Regions from separate parts of the Gossypium hirsutum genome. Here region 2 is linked to region 1. A link is a contact called in public Hi-C data. All regions are on one chromosome and are shown on one strand. The core of a region is the stretch at or near the end of the contact, and the rest is flanking DNA. Distances in the headings are between cores, read along the strand shown.

Evidence for each region. Hi-C and Micro-C count contacts between places; a contact is called where the count stands out from the background.
Region 2: a Hi-C map of leaf shows a contact between it and region 1, with 4 times the contacts expected there. The contact joins the promoter of LOC107887280 here to the promoter of LOC107887285 in region 1. A contact is called at or near these places in 6 of 34 Hi-C or Micro-C datasets (leaf and seedling).

What each region holds. Positions count from the first base shown.
Region 1 is chrA03:23,711,962-23,717,143 of Gossypium_hirsutum_v2.1, forward strand. It overlaps LOC107887285 (protein-L-isoaspartate O-methyltransferase 1), which reads right to left and starts at 3,412. Exons shown (of 5, transcript XM_016811474.2): 1 at 3,217-3,412; 2 at 2,515-2,718; 3 at 2,068-2,338; 4 at 1,470-1,634; 5 at 829-1,286. The coding sequence starts at 3,222. The coding sequence ends at 1,036. LOC107887895 (probable galactinol--sucrose galactosyltransferase 2) reads left to right here. Exons shown (of 18, transcript XM_041099198.1): 17 at 142-423; 18 at 523-952. The coding sequence ends at 588.
Region 2 is chrA03:24,028,279-24,033,910 of Gossypium_hirsutum_v2.1, forward strand. It overlaps LOC107887280 (hydroxyproline O-galactosyltransferase GALT6), which reads left to right and starts at 1,559. Exons shown (of 7, transcript XM_016811471.2): 1 at 1,559-2,784; 2 at 3,833-4,065; 3 at 4,147-4,437; 4 at 4,527-4,655; 5 at 4,739-4,912; 6 at 5,009-5,116; 7 at 5,243-5,623. The coding sequence starts at 1,899. The coding sequence ends at 5,452.

The DNA.
Region 1 (5,182 bases), core at 2,162-4,661:
AATCGCTTTCTATGTCATTCCAGATCCAGATTGTTTGGCAAAAGTATGAGATCCTTGGCATATAATGATCTCAATTGTGCATTATTGTGCTATGAAGTTTGTATTAGGCGCTTGTGCTTAGTCATTCTTGCTTTTAAACAGGATCTCAATGGAAGGCTCTTGACCGTAAATAAGGCCTCTCCTAGAGGATCAGGTATCGACCAATCCCCTCATGTTTATGAACAAGCTTTTAGAGTCTATGCGGGTAACCTTCCATGGGGTGTGGGTAATGCTCGATTGGAACAAATTTTCGGTGAACATGGTAAAGTATTGGAGGCTCGTGTAGTCTATGACAGGGAGACTGGCCGTTCGCGTGGTTTCGGTTTTGTGACTATGTCCTCAGAGACTGAACTGAATGATGCCATTGCTGCTCTCGATGGACAGGTATGTCTCGATGGACAGATACATTAATCATATATCAGTATCTGATGTAAGTAACCAAGATTTTTGATTTATAAACTTTTTTCATGTGTATTGTTGCAGAGTCTGGATGGAAGAGCTCTAAGAGTAAATGTTGCAGAGCAAAAACCAAGGCGAAGCCCCTTTTGAGCTGAAATGATTATAGATTAAGACTATATGTTGCTGTTGGTTTTTTATTTCATATTTGCCCTTTCCTATTTCTATTTCTATTTCTTTTCATTTTATTAACAGTTCTGAAGTTTTGCAAAATATTTGTATGAAATATTTTTATCCAGAGAGTTGGTCATCATTTGGGAGAAACTTGTTTCAACTAAACTATCATCTACAACAATGATATGAAAAATGCATAATATTGTTGGAAAACAGAGAAAAACCAAAACAGATTCATATAATCATCTTTCACTGTGCCATGGATTGCTTCCAGGAAGCATTTTCATTATGTTCCAAGTTCAAACATATGAAAAGCATGCCATTTATACAACGGTGCAAGTCCGAAAAAAAAAAAAAACTCCGATATTCTGTACAATACTGGATTCAATAACAGGAACCACCTGAAAATAAGGTACTTACCTGAGCTCAATAACCCTTCAACTGTGCATCGCGACTGGTCAAAGGTACGTATCGAACAGCAGTCTCGCTTCTAATGCTAACCGAACCATCCAAATTCTTGTCCACCACTTGCAAATCTTGGAATATTTTTCCTACAGGGATCACCATTCTACCGCCGGGCTTCAATTGATCAATAAGGGGCTGAGGTATTTCTGGTGCTGCTGCTCCAACATGTATAGCATCATAGGGTGCATGTTCCGGCCAACCTTCTCGGCCATCTATGACAATGTACATGATCAAACCATCAATCACAAACATTCATGGAAACATTGTCTCTCAATATATTAGTTCTTTATGAAAAGTTCAACTCAGACAACTAACTCATTTTCATTCCTGTTGAATTTGGTTTATGGTTTAGAGCAAATCCTGTTTCAATATATCAAGTTCTGATAAGTACATACCGCCAGCATGCACTGAAAGAGAACCTCCTTTCAATGGCGAAGCCGCAGCACTTTTTTCAATATTTTTTATAGAAGAAGCAACCAATTCAGGAATATGTTCCACACCAATAGCACGACCCTGTGGTCCAACCATTGTTGCAAAACAAGCAGTCAAGTACCCCGTTCCTACAGAACAAATGCATGATGAAAACTAAAATAAGCCTTTCCACAAGAAAAGGAAAATAAAAATATTAGACTGCTATCAATGACTAAATTATGCAAAAAGTGTTATGATAATGATCCAAAAAGCCTTCGGACACTTGAAAGTTTATAACACTAGTGTTCTTCAAACAACCTTTCGTTTTCCCGCCACTACCATAGAGTCGTAAACACTTGAGATTGGATTTTGATGGTTTCACTAAAAACATTTCCTAAATGCAGGATGATTGGATGCAGCCATCAACTAGTATGGTCGACTGTTTCTCAATGACCATTGACAAAGTGAGATTAACATCAAGAGAATAAGTGCAGCACATTTGATATTCCACCATTTCAAGAGAGTAGTATATATGAAAGAATCTGAAAAGCACAGATACGACATAATGGAGTGAAAAGAGACCTGAACCAATGTCTAAAGCATGCATGCCGGGCTGCAAATTTTCCTCCAATAACTGAAGGCAGGTAGCATGCATATGAGGTGCAGAAATGGTGGCATTGTAACCTATTGCCATTGGACTATCGACATAAGCTGGGGTCCCATCAGGTACAAATAATGCTCTATCAATAGTCTCCATTACTTCAACAACCTTCTTTGATGAAATCACTCCATATCGCTGCAACTGCTCCACCATTTGTTTGTTCTTGTTGGTCCCACTTCCACCCGAGTGGTGCTAACAAATCATTACCAAAAATGTTTAGCACAAAGTCACCATTGAACCGAAAAACAACAAAAGGAAACAGAAATACTGAAATAAAGCCACTGAATGCTACACGAATCAACCACTGAAAATGCCTATGGCCATAACTAATTTTATTTTCAAGGCAAGCCACAAAATAACAGAGGAACCTCAGACAGAGAAGTTGAACAAGCAATCATTGGTATAGACGTCATCGCAGGTCCAATGCCCTCCTTATCAAGGGCAGCCACGGGCTGAGTTCGCAGGTCCGAAGTCGATGGACATGCTAAATTATCACTAGACATGGCACAATGGGCCCCAATGGAAATAGCCAATAGAACATAGCATCCCCAGGCTACTTGACATACCGGACCCTGTACCAGGAACTACCTCAAATGATGTCTTTTGCACCAATAATTACATCCACAACATAAAATTCCCACCTTCTGGCAAGTTCACAAAAATAACAATCAAATTGCAATATGTTTTGTTTAAATTCCTAGATTATGAATCTTACAAAATTACACTAATTGAACCTATTATGTTAGTAAAAGTCCAAAAAATATTCAACAATTCAAACAATTCTATATATATAACAAAAGCTAGTTCTTCAAGCTATCATTGATGATCACCCTAGAAATTCTCAGAAACCGTCCCTAAATTATTCCTTTTCTATTTTTGATGATCAACCAAGACAATAGTATCATTTTTTGAAAACCCAAACTCAAAACCAAAGTAATAAACAAAAAAAGAGAGGAAAAAAAACACCATTTCCCCGTAATCAGAAGGAAAACAAAACCCAGAAACCAAAACTGTTATTAAGCATAAAAGTGAAGCGAGAGAGAGGGAAGAAAAAGGAAAGAGTAAGGCACCTCCATCCTGAAAAACAAGGGGTTATCCTAAGAAGAAAATTGAAGTTAGGGAGCTAAAAGATTGATTAATAAAGGAAGAATCGAACAAAATGAAGAAGCAGCAGAGCGTGGATGAAGAAAGAAGGTACTAGGGTCAGTTTCCATTAGTATAATATGGCTTGCTAGCTTTGCTCACTCGGAGCTGACTCATCTGGTTGGCCCAACACTGACGATACTCTCTTGGGCTTACTTTTGTAATTGATAATTCTTCCATGGATCAATGATGATAGCAAATTTCCGGGCCTTTAGTTGTTTATGAAATTGTTCTTGGTTTAATTCCATGCCCTTTTCTACCAATGATACATTTTTGTGGGCTTGTTTGGTAAGAATTGTTCGGATTAACTTTTTAAGTTGGAAAGTTGAGTTAAAATTTAGAAGGTTAATATTAGGGTAGAAAAATAAGTTTTAAAAAAATTAGGCTCTTTTAAAATATGGATTAGACTCTAATTTTAATATTCAAAGCCCAAATTCGGCCTAATCTGTTCGATTTTTAAGTATATAATATGTTATTTTTCTTTTCTTTTCTTTTATGTATTATGTTATTTATATATAGAAGTTAAGTATATTATGTTATAATGTAAATATAAATTTTTTTAATAAAATAAAAAATATAATGATAGTATACTTATATATAATTACTAAATATTAAAAAATAGTAACTTTTTTTTAAAAAAATAATACAAGGGAATCTAGATAAATTCAACCTAACTGTTTACAATTATGAACTAATTTAAATAAAATTTTAAACTCATATTTCAAATTAGATCGAGCTTAAATAACTACCAATTAGTTTAGCGAGGAGATGAAGATGGTAGTGTGAAAAAGATTGGCTAACCAGTTAAAATGCATAGGACTAAATCGATTTTAGTTTTAAGGAATCCATGAACTGACACTCTTATTACTTGTTAGTAAAAATAATCCACCTTAAAATAATACGGCTTAGGTTCTGGGACTATAATAATCCATAAGCTAATATCGGTAATTCCTCAAGCGTGCAAAAGGCTTGTTATCTTGAGGCTTGGGTTTTGGAACTAGAAATGGAAATTCAAAACTTGAAGGGCAAGATCAGGAAGCTGCATGATGAGCTAGTGGTTAAGGACTTGAAATCAACATTATTGCATAGTATCATCATAGTTTACTAGGTCATCTATTTGATAAACTAGACCATCATGAACAACTTCTATCCTAAGGAAACTATCCCCCTAAGCCAAAGCTTTTTATGATGTTGACCATTTTCAAGTTCATCACTTGGAATAATATCATGACTAAAACCTCTTGGATTATTGTATTTCCAATGGGTTTCGAGACTTGAACTTGTTTATGTAACTTTTCCTAAGGAATGTCTTACAAATCGACACTGTGTCCATTTGGTCCTTTGGATTATAAAATAGCTTACCCCATTTTCTTTTTGAATATTCTACAAATATGCATAACTTTTGCTATTAACTTTGATTTCCCACGCTTTTAATATAATAGCATTTAAGATAAATTTTATATATTATATTTTTCTAAGCCATTTAGTGAAAATATGTTTTAATTTATCCAAATGTTTTTGAGTCAATACCAAAGTGTTCTAAGATGTTTAAAATGTTCTTAAGGAACTTTCGTAGTCAAGTCTTAAGACGTAGTCCTGAGACATAGGACTATATGTCTCAAGACATGAAATTTTAAAACTAAAATTTTGCTTTATGGGTTCCATGTTTAGAGACATTGGCATGTTTGTCTCGAGACATAGCCAACCAACGACTATATAATGACTATTTTTCAACCATATCTCGAGACATCTTGCCATGTTTCATGACCTGGGTTACAAGGATAGTTTTTACGCACAAACTTAATGCTCTCAACGGCAAGAATTTATCTCTAACGACCCATAAATGTTCACAAATTCATTCCTTAAAAAAATACAAGTCAAAGATAGATCAAG
Region 2 (5,632 bases), core at 309-2,808, 310 kb after region 1:
CCTCAATCACTTAAGCTGATACATTATTTTCTCCATCCACGCAGATCGCTTATTAACTTTTCTTTCTTACAGATAAAACCAGAGAATAAGATGGAAGAAAGAAAAATGAATACCAGGATGAAAGAATCCTCCCATATATAATCTTCCCACTACCGCTTTCCTTAATCCCAAGTCAGTTAGTACTATTAATACCCTTAATCATAATATTTTCTACTAAAAGAAAACTCTTTGTTCTAAAGTAATAAGACTAAACTTGAATTCTAACTATTTATCAATTAGTTCGCAAGATTCCCATTAGAAAGTTTTTTTTAAGTGTGACACGAAAGATAGAAACGGCCAAAGGACTTTCCTTTTATATATAAGTATATATAGATAGCATGATACGTTAAAAAAACCCGAAAAGGTTGAGCCAATCTTACTGATCAAATCGAGAACCATATCTATTCTGCCTGAAAGATATACATTGATCAAAAGCATGTTGAATCGATTAAAAATCTGTTTAATTTTTTTTAAAAGGCAAATTATATTAGTAGTAACCTAATTATGGTTTTTTTTCCTTGTCATTCAATTATCAAATGTTACAAAATGATTATCCAACTATTAGTAAATTTCTTTTTTAATCACCCAACTATGAAAAGTTACAAAAATGCCACCTAACTATTCAAGTTTGTTTTTGTTTTTGTCACTAATGGGTTAATGTAAAAATAGAAATGCCAAAAAATCCAAGATAGTTGGTTGACCAAAAAAAACAATGGAATAGTTGTGTGACAAAAAAAAAATATCAATAGTTAGGGGACTAGAAAAGAGAAAAAAAACATAGTTAGGTGACTACTAATGTAGTTTGCCCAAATATGTTTTTTAAATTTGTATGAACTTTATATTTATACATATTGGATATTTTTATAAAATTTTAAATTATTTATTTATATGACATATAAAACAAATAATGGAATGTCAATATGAAATATATATGGACTGCCACATGGATTGTCATGTCTGTATTATTAAAAGTTAATATTTTAGTCAACACCTCTATTAAAAAAATTTAACTTTTTTTAAAAAAGTCAATGGTTAAATTTAACTTTAAAAAAAGCCAAAATGATAAAAAATACAAATATTGAGGATTAAATTTATTATTGTGCCATATATTTTTAAAATTTTATTTATAATGAAAGTGTTTTAAAATTTTAAGCTTCTAATTTTATATAAAAAGTAAAAGGGTTAGTATTTAGTAATTTTTAATATATATATTTATTTTACAAATAATTTTAAAAAATTGTATGTGTTCTTTAAATATTTATTTTTTTAATATTTTACTATAAGATATTTATCAATCTCTAACATTACTTATAAAGTTAAAAAAACTCCACTAATAATATATCAAATTTGATTCTAAAATAAAAATACAATATGTTTTACCTTTTACTTAATTTGTTGACATACTAAAGGAATTAATTTAAGGTATTCAAAAATGGAATTTCTTTGGCTGAACCCATACTGGGACGGATTCCGGCCTCTTAATATTTGTATAAATGAAAAGAAAAGTGAACACGTGGGCGGGAGAGTTAAACAGATGATGGACACCTAATATTGAGTGCCGGAGATTAAAAGCTGAAACATGGCGGCCTTTCCAACGAAGAATCCCATTTCATAAATCAATTTAAATTAAATTAATTAACAGCGGTTTATCAAATTTACTTTGTTTTTATATTTTTGTTGTGATAGAATCTATACCATAGCTTCTAAGTACCTCCTTTTACGCGTTTCCTTTCCCACATTTATAACCCCAAACTCTTTCACCCTCTTTGAAGACTACTATAAATTTTCTCTTCCATTTTCCGTCTCTGTCTCTTGATTTCATCGGTTGTCCTTTTTGGGTTGTGGGAGGGGATAAGGAAATGAAGAAATCGAAGTTATCGAAGCTAGATAGATTAGACAGATTCGATATGTTCATTTCCTTAGCAAAGCAACGATCGGTTCAGATTCTGTTCATCCTTGGTTTTCTGTACTTAGTTTTGGTTACCGTCGAGATCCCATTTGTGTTCCGGACTAGGTTAAATACTTTGTCTCAGGAACCATTAACTCGGGTTCCTAGACTCGCTAGCGAGGTTGAATTTCAATACAAAGAGGCACCGAGTCGTCCCTTGAATTGGGTTTCCAAGAACGCGCCCACCCCAACTCAGTTTCACCATCAGAAGCAACTAAAACTCCAGTCTACGATCCTCTCTCGTTTGTCTTTTGATGCCGAATCCTTTGACCCGACTGCGAAAGACGGGTCGTTGGAGCTCCATAAGTCAGCAAAAGTTGCTTGGGAAGTTGGGAGAAAGCTGTGGGAAGAACTCGAATCAGGGGAAGTCAAAATTGGCTCTATAAATAAACCCAAAAAACCCAAGAATGAATCCGAACTATGTAGGCCTTCGGTTTCTTTATCGGAATCGGAGTTTTTGGCCCACGGCAAGGTCATGGTGCTTCCCTGCGGGCTTACTTTGGGGTCTCACATAACGGTGGTGGGGAAACCGAGAGCAGCCCATGCGGAGACAAATCCGAGGATTGCGTTGCTAAAATCCGGGGAAGATTCTGTTATGGTTTCGCAGTTTATGATGGAATTGCAGGGGTTGAAGACGGTGGATGGGGAGGACCCACCGCGGATTCTTCATTTTAATCCCAGGTTGAAAGGGGATTGGAGTAGGAAGCCGGTGATCGAGCAGAACACTTGTTATAGGATGCAGTGGGGAACTGCCATGCGTTGTGAAGGGTGGAAATCCAAGGCTGACGATGAGACTGGTGAGTTTGGCTTTTCTATTTTTTTTTTATTGAAGGCTATGTTGATGCACATGCTAATCAGAGGTGAATTATATTTGGTGACCAAAAGGTTGTTTTGTTGGATTTGCGTTAGAACCTTTAAATCTTAATCTGTTGGTAGTTTTTAGTTAGACTTTTACCTTCTCTAAATTAAGAAATATTTGTGTTTTGTAATTGATTTCTTCTTAGCATCTTCTTGATCGGTGAAATATTTTGGTTTGGGATTAAGGCCTGTCTAATATGTTCGTATGTTAATTCTAGACGCTAGATTTAGGGTGTTTCCGAATGCAAATTTTATTTTTCTTAGTGAATTTATTCATTAGCATGTGTGTGTGTGTATGGTATGGTATGTTTGATTTCTTTTAAGTTATTTCATATATTTGAAGGACTGTAAGCCCCAGCTATGTCCGAATACATGTCAGACACAGGTATTAGATATAGATACTTCAAAGAAAATAAAGAACTGGAGTAACATAAAGTTGCTATGCGGATCTGCAAAGGCTATTTCCTGCCATTTTGTTTTTGTTCTTTTGCTTTTCTTCCTTGTTTAAGAGATGAACCATGGCGTGCTTGCTGGTGATATTTGAGATTTGCCGTCTCTTGTGACTCGTGATTTTATGGTTAGCATTTTGAGTTCTGTGGCATTTGCTTCTACAAAATCTCCTTTTTAAATATGATGGATTGCAATTTTTCTTGTATTTCGTCAAAACATTGGCTACTGATATATGTAGCTTGGAAGCAAATAGGAGAGATAGGTTGCCCCCAAAAACTTTAAAAAAACCTATCTGATTTGCTTTGCGGTTTAATCATGTTGTTCTAGAGCTCTCTTTTGCCTAGACAAAGAGATAAAATAAGTAAGAAAGTTCTCTCCTTTGGTAAACTCCCATAGGTTTCCCAATTATTTCTTCTTTCCTTGCAGTCCTTGCTTCACCGTCGGCAAAATTACAATATTGCTGTTTTGAATTGTCTGCAATGGGCTTCATTAATTTCATCACTGATTCTTATGCCCACAAAATTGTCTACTCTGCAGTTGATGGTCAGGTCAAGTGTGAGAAGTGGATACGAGATGATAATGACCGTTCTGTGGAGTCTAATGCAACATGGTGGTTGAAAAGGTTAATAGGTCGAACAAAAAAGGTGACTGTTGACTGGCCCTTCCCATTCACTGAGGGGAAGCTTTTTGTCCTGACACTTAGTGCTGGTTTGGAGGGATACCATGTTAGTGTTGATGGGAGGCATATTACTTCTTTTCCTTATCGGACTGTAAGTTGTATGACGTTGACTTAGTATTATTATCATGTTGCATCTTGATTCGTTCTTGATATGATTTGATCTTGTTGACAGGGGTATACCCTTGAGGATGCCACCGGACTAATGTTGAATGGAGATGTTGATGTCCACTCTATTTTTGCGGCATCTTTGCCTACGTCACATCCTAGTTTTGCTCCTCAAAGGCATCTTGAGATGTCCAATAGATGGAAGGCTCCACCACTTTCTGAGCAACCTGTGGATTTGTTTATTGGTGTACTTTCTGCAGGCAATCATTTTGCTGAGCGAATGGCTGTAAGGAAGTCTTGGATGCAGCATAAACTTGTTAAATCTTCACATGTAGTTGCTCGTTTCTTTGTGGCAATGGTAAGTCGAGACTTATTCTACACTTACAAGTTCAATAGTTTCACACCTCAAGTTCTGTTTTTAACCAGCAACTCCTTATATTCGTACAGCATGCAAGAAAGGAAGTGAATGTAGAACTGAAGAGGGAAGCAGAATTTTTCGGAGATGTCGTCATTGTGCCATATATGGACAACTACGACCTTGTCGTGTTAAAAACTGTTGCCATCTGTGAATATGGGGTGAGTAAAAACATTTCCAAGTTCAAAGAAATCAATATTTGAACATCTTCTTGAAGATTGTTTAAAGAGTTTGTTTGAAACAGGGTCGTGTAGCAGCCGCCAAGTATATAATGAAGTGTGACGATGACACATTTGTGAGAGTAGATGCAGTAATTAACGAAGCAAAGAAAGTACATCCGGATCGAAGCTTCTATATTGGCAACATCAACTACTACCACCGGCCCCTACGTGCTGGTAAATGGGCAGTAACATATGAGGTATGCATTCATTTTCTTTAAGTACCTACATTCGACACATATTCGAAGGACACATACTCGAGAAATACAGTCTAAACCCTTTATTCATGTATACAGGAGTGGGCAGAGGAAGTTTATCCGCCATATGCAAATGGACCAGGATATATAATGTCATCTGACATAGCACACTTCATCGTCTCTGAATTTGAGAAACACAATTTAAGTGTAAGTTAACAGTATCGTCTCTCATTTTTGTTTTACAAGATCACGGTGCTGCTGGGATGTTTATAATGATATATGTGTATATATATTGAAATAATAATAAAAAATTAAAAAATGAAAAATGGGCAGTTGTTCAAGATGGAAGATGTGAGTATGGGGATGTGGGTGGAGAAATTCAACAGCTCAAAGGCGGTGGATTATATACATAGTTTGAAGTTTTGCCAATTCGGATGCATAGAAGGTTATTATACAGCTCATTACCAGTCACCCAGACAAATGATGTGCATGTGGGACAAGTTGCAAAAGCAGACAAGGCCTCAATGTTGTAACATGAGATAGTTTTATATATATATATATTATATAAATAAATATTTGGTTTTCCATTCTTAGTATCTCTCTCAGATTATATTGTAGGCAGATTTTGCAGCTAGTCTTTTTTTCTTTGTAAATTTTTGGACATTTTGGGTTAGTTGTATTTAGGTTGTCTCAATTCAAATTTATTCTTTTCAAGTTTCTGTT